2 separate regions of the Mus musculus genome follow, and region 1 is linked to region 2. The links are chromatin contacts, called in public HiChIP or PLAC-seq maps. All regions are on one chromosome and are shown on one strand. Each heading gives the region's core, a stretch centred on a gene start, on an enhancer-like site or on the middle of the called end of the contact. The rest is flanking DNA. Distances are from core to core; before and after follow the strand shown.

What was found. HiChIP or PLAC-seq counts read pairs in DNA pulled down with a chosen protein or histone mark.
Region 1: a contact with region 2 is called in a FOXA1 HiChIP or PLAC-seq map of pancreatic cancer cells. The contact joins two enhancer-like sites. A contact is called at or near these places in 1 of 15 datasets of contacts at CTCF or cohesin (the NIH/3T3 cell line), 1 of 115 datasets of contacts at active chromatin or transcription factors (pancreatic cancer cells) and 1 of 9 other capture datasets (embryonic stem cells).

What each region holds. Positions count from the first base shown.
Region 1 is chr3:101,320,162-101,323,990 of GRCm38.p6, reverse strand. No RefSeq gene overlaps it. Among named protein-coding and RNA genes, the nearest start is that of Gm32803, 25 kb to the right of the region's middle. Within about 2 kb of position 1,395, at least 29 of the 459 cell types and tissues checked have an H3K27ac peak or open chromatin away from gene starts, as enhancers often do. A contact at or near this core is called in pancreatic cancer cells, where this site is marked.
Region 2 is chr3:100,891,122-100,895,171 of GRCm38.p6, reverse strand. Vtcn1 (V-set domain containing T cell activation inhibitor 1) reads right to left here. Exons shown (of 6, transcript NM_178594.3): 5 at 2,451-2,623. The coding sequence ends at 2,496. Among named protein-coding and RNA genes, the nearest start is that of Gm40108, 16 kb to the left of the region's middle. Within about 2 kb of position 2,046, at least 20 of the 459 cell types and tissues checked have an H3K27ac peak or open chromatin away from gene starts, as enhancers often do. A contact at or near this core is called in pancreatic cancer cells, where this site is marked.

The DNA of each region.
Region 1 (3,829 bases), core at 146-2,645, 430 kb before region 2:
GTTAAATCAGAAAGAGAGGCTGGGAAAAGGGACCCAGGCCAGTCCCTGGGATGGAAAGGTTAGGGTAGGGGGCAGCATGTGCCAGCCAGGATGGTCCTAGAACATGTAGTGGCTGAGAACCTGGCGACCAACAGTGTGCTTTGATATCAAATAGTGACCTCAGCCATTTGTCCTGAGTTTGAGACCTAACACTGTGTGCAAAGCCACTCACCCTGGGGATGGAGAGACGAGAATAAGGAAAGTGTAGGACGTGTGGCCACCTAGAAGTCACCTTAAGGTGTTCCTGTTAGGTGTCACAGTCCAGGTGCTTTGTAACTGGGAGTAAGGTCAGAAAGCCAAGGTCCAGACATACCTGACTGGCCATGGCAGCAGGCAGTCAGGCACAGGAAACAGGAACCACACGGAAGCAGATGGATTGGTTTTCAGTCAGATAACTGAGAATTCAAAGCTCATAGGGAGAAGAAACCAGCATGCGGACACAGGTACAGGCACCCAGCAGCAGCAAGGGCCAGGGCAGCTCAGAGACGTGAAGCTCCTCTGATGGTACATCTGTCTGTGCAGATGACTGGAGGCGGCTGGGGACTCCATTCGACTAGAGCAGTGGTTCTCAGCCTTCCTGATGCTGTGATCTTTAGCACAGTTCCTCATGTTGTGGTGACCCCCAACCATAAAATTATCTTCGTTGTTACTTCATAACTGTAACTTTGCCACTGTTATGAATCGTAATGTAAATATCTGTGTTTGCCAATGCTCTTACGTGGCCCCTGTGAAAGGGTCGTTCAACATCCTGCAACAGTGGTGTCGAACTCACAGGTTGAGAACCCTTGCCCATTGAAACCCGCTGTGCTAGACTCGGGGCTTCTGGTGAACAGTCCCCAGGCTGAAGGCTTCATCTTTCATCACAGGAAGAAAGAAAAGAGAAAGACTGGTGTTTGGAACCAAGGCCAGGATGTTGGCATCCTGTTCAACAGGAACTCAACAGGACCTGTCCTTCACATGACATGCAGGTCAGTAAGCTGAGAGGCCGCTACCATTTGAAACAAAACAGCTTTAGGAACATTCTGGAAGCACTAATTAGGCAGATTTTGCAAGAAAGGATTCTCTATGAGGAGACCATGAGAAAAGGGGAGGAGGCTGACTTCATTACGCTTCATTGCTAGATGACACCAGGAGAAAGGTGCGCTACCCACTGGACTCTCCTTCCCGACTCCCTCCCCCGGAAGATGAACCCTCAGACTGAAAAAGGCAGACGGTGCGGAAATACTGCTTTGAACAAGCCACGGCCAGGAGTAGAGCTGGCACGCTAATGGAACACCTTCCTGTCCCAGCAGGATCTAGGCTGTCAGAGCAATCTTTGAGGTTCCTCGGGCTACCAGGCTGTGTTGACTGCCTCCCACAATCTTTCCCTGCCACTAATGAGTTGTGCTGAGTGACTCACTTCCTTCAGGCCACTGTCAGCTTACCTACTGCTGCCACTTCGAGGCAAACCCCAGGTTAATGTCCACCTCACTGCCATCTGTCCTGGCCTTCGAGATAGCTGGGGCTAGTCAGTCATCCCTCTTCATAGGTGCACAAGCACAGAGCCTTCCCTCTGCCTCCCCCACTTACTACCTATTTCCACAGCCTAGAGCCGGTCTTCTGATGCCTTTGTTTTTTTGAAGCTAATTGGAGTTTATTAAGAAAAGGTTTTAATGTGGATTTAAGTACGAGCATTAAGAACCGGCATGGACTTCTCCAGGGAGAGTTCAAACCTCTGACTCTTTAACAAGTCTTTATTTAACATTCAAAGTAGAACAGTCCACCGGATGTGCGTGCGTTTGTGAAATCCCAGCCCCTTAGAGCCCGAGGCAGGAGGATAGCAAGTTTGAACCTGAGAACCTAAGGGAGAAATTTTTAAGTCTGAGGCCAGGTTGGGCTACACAGCAATCAGTACCATCTAGCAAGCAAGAAAGGAGGGGCGGGGGCAGGGGTAGAGAAGAAGGCAGGATAACTAAGAAAAACTAATGTCAACCAAGAAAACCAGAAGAACTTTCAGGATCCCTAGTCTCCAATTCAGGGGCCTCTGGATCTATTACAAATGCTTCCCATCTCCTAGGGCAGGTCTGTGGCTTTCCAGGTAGGAGATGCCGTCATGATGTGAGGCAGCTTCCTTGGGCTGTGAGGACAGATCATGCCCTTTCAGTGCCCCTGACAGACTCAGTGCATTAGGGTATCCTGCTCGGTGGCCATGTCCCATGGGCAGAGGGGTCAGTTAGTTGGGGGTATCTTTGTACAAAGAAAAAGTCACACCAATTTTCCAGTAGGGACAATTCCCACTCGGCTGGGTGGGACCCTGTCTTTGGACACATGACTTTTATGTTATCCTGTTCCCTAGGTGCTTTTGTTCCATATTCAAGCCATGCTGTCTCCCTCCTGGGCTCCCATCCAGCCACCAGCTGACCTGAGCCCCACTGCCCCTACTGCCAGTGCCCTCCGAGGCAGGACCATACTGTCTGGAATCCCAGCCTTACCCCTGTAAGACCCAGAGGGAGCAAGGAGATCTGAGCCCCCCCCCCCCCCCCCCCCCGCCCAAACTTCCTATTCTGCTCGCAGAGTCATTGCTCTCCACTAATGCATGCGAAGGACCGAGACCCCTCGTCTAGGCTGCTCCCAATACCCCTTGGTTCACTTTCCCCATCTCTTCCAGGGAGAAGAGAACACGCAGCTTGCTTGTCTTTCCATAGTCCTCTGGGCTCAGCTCTCACAAACAATTGCTTGGTGAAAACACTCAACTCTGCAAGAATAACCAAATACTGTAATTCACTACATTCCTACGGAATTAAGAAACATAGGCGGTGTTCTTGGAATGCAAGAGACTCAGCTCGTTTGACCATTTACAAAAACACACACTGCTGAAACCGAACACTCATTATCCAAACCTAAAATCACCATCTAGACTAAAGATGACTTCCTGTGTCCCGAACAGCGTGCTCTGTGTATATTTTTGTTCATAACAACAAGATCCATGATACAGGATGCTGGGGAACCACCCAGATTGGATTCCAGTCGCTGCCTTCTTTGTGAGCAAAAGGGATGCAGTTGAGGTTTCTCCTCTTCCCCTCCTCCTCCCTTGCCTCCTTTTCTTTGGCACAGGGTCTCCCTGTGTAGGCCAGGCTGTCCTTGAGTTCACGGCTCTTCTGCCCTAGTGTCTGGGATGCTGGGATCACACATGTGCAGTACCACCTGATGCAGGTACAAATGGCAGTTTCTCCAGCTTTCTACCTGTGTGGTTCCCAAAGGAAACAGTAGGTCCCAGCACCTTCTGTGAAGAAACAGCTAACGGTTTGGAAGGAGCCTCTTATCAGAGAGGGTGTCACGTTTATTGAGTGTTGAGAGATTTTGGCCAGGTGAGTACAGAGTTGCATCATCTTCGAGGGAGCATGGCAAGCCGAGCTGACCCACGCCAGACCCAAGAAAAGATTCTGAGTGCAGAAGAGAGATGGACAGGGGTTCTCAAAAATTCAGAGCAGCCACTTCATAAATCCTAGGGCATATGGATGGATTGTTTAAAGGGGGCTTTATATAAAAGGACGCCGTGATCAGTAGGAGCCAGTGAGAATTCCTAATACTAGAGTAAATTAACTTCTTTTTTTTTGTTTGTTTTTGAGAAGATGATCATACTTCAGGGATTCTGACAGTGTTCTTGCTTCAAAGAAGGGCACAGGCCTGCTCTCTCCATCTCTGGCTATTTAGTAGCCAGAAGAGGGGTGTTTCTATTCACCCCTCACCCAGGCTTAGCCAAGGAATTGCCTTGGCTAACGGAGCATGCGTGGAGGTCGCCTGTTTCACC
Region 2 (4,050 bases), core at 797-3,296:
TCTGCTGTTCTACTGTGGCCTGTGGCCCATGGTCCATGATCTGGGTCTACTCTGGGAAGGTGATGGCTTAAATTTTATATTAAGAGAAGACCTTGCAGTTCTAGTCTCAGGAGAGAAGTGGGTCCTCAGAGCAATAGACATAGGCAGGGTTCTGGAATGAGGTTGGAAGACACCATCTGCCTCTTTTCCTAGCTGGATGGTATGGGACCTAGTGTGTCTTGGCCAACAATAGTGTGTATCTGAAATAATGATCTGTCCCTTTACTTTAGAAATCTTAGTGAAGAACAAAAACAACAACAAAAAACCTGAACCAAACCAAACCAAAAACCTCTTCAAAGAAAAATCTATTTGGTTTAAAGTTATTCTCCTATAGAGAAAGTTACTTTCTACAGACAACAAAGTGGCAGCTGAGTATGTGTCCAATTCTGTGTGTGCTATGTGTGACCATCACTTTTTACATGTATGACATGGCTTTTAAAAAAGATTTATTTATTATTATATCTAAGTACACTGTAGCTGTCTTCTGATGCATCAGAAGAGGGTGTCAGATCTCATTACAGATGGTTGTGAGCCACCATGTGGTTGCTGGGATTTGAACTCAGGACCTTTGGAAGAGCCATTGGTGCTTTTAACCATGGAGCCATCTCTCCAGCCCTTGACATGACTTTTTACAAAGCTGAAAGTTATTGCTCCAAGGGAATAAGAAAAAAGGATAAGTAATCTATATTCTACAGGCCACAGTGCCTAATTGCTGCTTATTTAAAGAACTCATTTATAGTGTAAGCAGGAATCAAGGGAGGAAGGTCGAGCTCCTCTGGCTACCTGTGAAATCCCTAAGGAGTGGCTCCTTGGGGGACATCTCCCTCTGCAGAAAGCCATGGGGTCAGAAATGAGGGCAGCTGGCAGGCTCCCTTACATAGAATCCACTTCTTACACTGCACTGTCTTAAGAGCTCAGAAAACGAGAGAAGGAGGGATAAGAAACAAATGCACAGGTCTTGCCGGCCTCCAGATCTTACCTATCTGGGCAAGGCACACACAAGCCTCAGAGAGGGTAGGGTGTGCCTATACCCAGGCCAGCTGAATGTGGGGTTCAGGGGCCCTCAGGAAAGGGGTCTTAGGCTGAAGAGCATTTCCCTGTAAAGGATAAAGGAACACATGGACAGAAACTTCTGTAGACTACATTTCCCAGAATGGGGCTGGGAGTGAGTGTGTGTGTGTGTGTGTACACGTGCACATGCCTGGAAGAAGATAGAGGACTGTGATTGCTCAGCTGAAGACAGTAGCTCTGAGACACTTGTGTCTAGACTCATTCTGGGTTCCAGAGCAAGGAGACACTAGAGTGTAATAGTGTATTTTTTTTCCTGATACCTAGTTTCCTATCACCTATAAGAGAGAGAGAGAGAGAGAGAGAGAGAGACAGAGACAGAGACAGAGACAGAGACAGAGACAGAGAGACAGAGACAGACAGAGAGATGGGGGGAGGTGCAAACACAATGTTTTAGAACTAGACTTTGGGTTAAAGAGATCACTTAGTGATTAAGAGCCCTGGTTGCTCTTCCAAAGGATCCAGGCTCGATTCCCAGAACTCACATGGTGGCTCACAACTGTCTATAGCTCCTGTTCCAGGGAATCTGATATACTCTTCTGGTTTATATGGGCACTGAGCACATATTTGGGGCATAGACATACATATGACAAAACACCCATGTACATACAAAAATAATAAAACACAAAATTTTAAATTAGAATTAGCTTGGATATAAGGTGATACAAATGGATCAGTCTGAGAGAACACTGTAGGGTTCATGGCAACAGCTGACATGAAGGACAGAGGACGGTCAGAAAAAACACTGGACCTGTGAGCCTTAGGAAGCCTTCCTTATGTGGGAGCTGACCAGAACTCCACAGCTCAGTTCTGTGCAAATTCTACTTGCAGAAGAATATTTAGGTGGAAATGTCCAATCAGTCATTGGAGCCAGAGAACAGATCTCAGCAGGAGGGCTAGCTGGTGAGTCACCAGGGCCCAAGGTGGACAAACTAGGATGGGGGTGGGGAAAAGGTCGTTTACCCAGGGATTACAAGGCTCTCAGTGTGAATAACAGTGAAGCCCAGGGTAATTAGTCAGGACCAAACAGTTCTTACTTTTTGAAAAGGCAATTTGGAATCCGCTAATGACTCAGCAAATGAATAGGTGTTTGAAGTTACATAAATGATTGGATTGTGTGGGGTTGGTTTTTGTATCTGCCCTTGGTTAGTGCTGGACACTAAAATTTTACCTTTCACACCTCTAGGACAAAGTCCCTGACCTGAGATCAGTGTATATTCCTCCCTGTGGCTGGTGCTGAAGGCTGTGTGATTCTGTTTCATAACAGTCTAGGGCAGGAGAACTGGCTAGGTACGCTTGCTGGGCTATGACCCATCCAGCACGCTCTTTGTGCTTGACCTCACCTGTTGGACCAGCAACGTTGCATGCTTTTGTGTAGCCAGGGCCCCTCATCTTAGCATCAGGCAACAGGAGAGAGATAGGAGTGCCCAGCCAGCCACAAAGGCAGAAGAAAAAACACACGGGGAAGGCCCAGAGTTCAGCAACTGCAGCTGACTTCGCCTTTTGACCTCTGAATCTGTAAAAAAAACAGAAAAGAGTTGAGAGTCAGAGAGAAGCTGGATGTTCGCATCAGTGATGAAGGTAAAGCATCAGAAAAACGGAGTGATTGGTTCCCAACAAGGGCAGATTTGTTCCTCTGCTCCCTCCACCCTTTTAGAATACAATCGACTCAGAGGTCTGTGGAGCAAAGATAATTCTATGATCATCTTAGTGAGGACACAGCCAATATGAAAGTTATACCAATGAAGCCATACCTAGGGTTACTATATGAAAACAAAGCTAAGCAACTGACTCAAGACGGTTCCTTGGTTTTGGATGTACCTGTTCCCTAGGCAGTGGCGTCTACAGGTTTGTGCTATCAGATTTCACTAGACCTCTATAAAATGATACAGAATTATCGATTTCACCTTCTACTCTTTTCTCCCTTAGACAATCCAATTTCATGTCACTATTTCAGCTCTGTCACACTTTAGGCCTGTGACTTCAGTAAATAACTCAATACATATTTGCTCCTTTTTTTTCCTCTACCAGAAAAAAATAATAAGAATGAGAGCTCATGAGTGACATAGAACAGTGCCTGGCATACTGTCACTCAATAAGTGTTAGCTGCAAACAACACACACAGCAGACCTACCCAAGCCCAGTAGGAAAATGAACACTGAAAGGTTAGATGCCCAGGGATCCTGTCTCATAGAATGAAATGTATGGAGTAGGGCTGCAGCCTCCCAGGCCTCCACGTGATGGGTAATGTGTCAAGCGGTAGGCATCTCTGCCTGCATCCTCTGTGGGCCTTTGAAGAGCAACGTCTCTAAAGCATCATCATCTTCACCCTCATGTTGCTTCTGTGTCCCTGCTTTGTTGGTATAGGTACCAGGTTCCTCGACATGCTGGGTACGAACATCAAACCCATTCTGACTGTTATTTTTCTTGATGGTCACATTTGCTATATCAAGATCCATGGGTGGCTTGGTTTGCTTGTTTTTATTCAAGCAACTTAATTTATTTTTCTTTTTCCCTTTTCATATGCTCACAATTCCTCTCTGGGACCACTGCCACAGGCTCCTGATTTCAAGGCTTCTTAGTCTTTCATTTTCTCCATCTTTATAACCTAACCCGAACTCTCTGTCCCTCTTGGTCCACTCTAGTCACAATTAACTCTATCTTAGAGGTCCCATTTTAATACTGGGATTAACTTTTTAATGATAGCTGTACCGTTTATCTAAGTATCTCGTGGGTTTTTAAAGTACTATGACCATACTTGGCACAAAATCTGTGCCTGTTGAACAAGAATCTAGGATGATTAGTACCCTGCTGTGTGCTGTAAAAGTTGGGTCTGGCTCTACCCACCAGTCCCAATTTCCCAAAAATAAGACACTGACTCAATATATATTTACAAATACCTTGGCTATATAGCTAGGCTCTTCTCTACCTAGAATTATAACT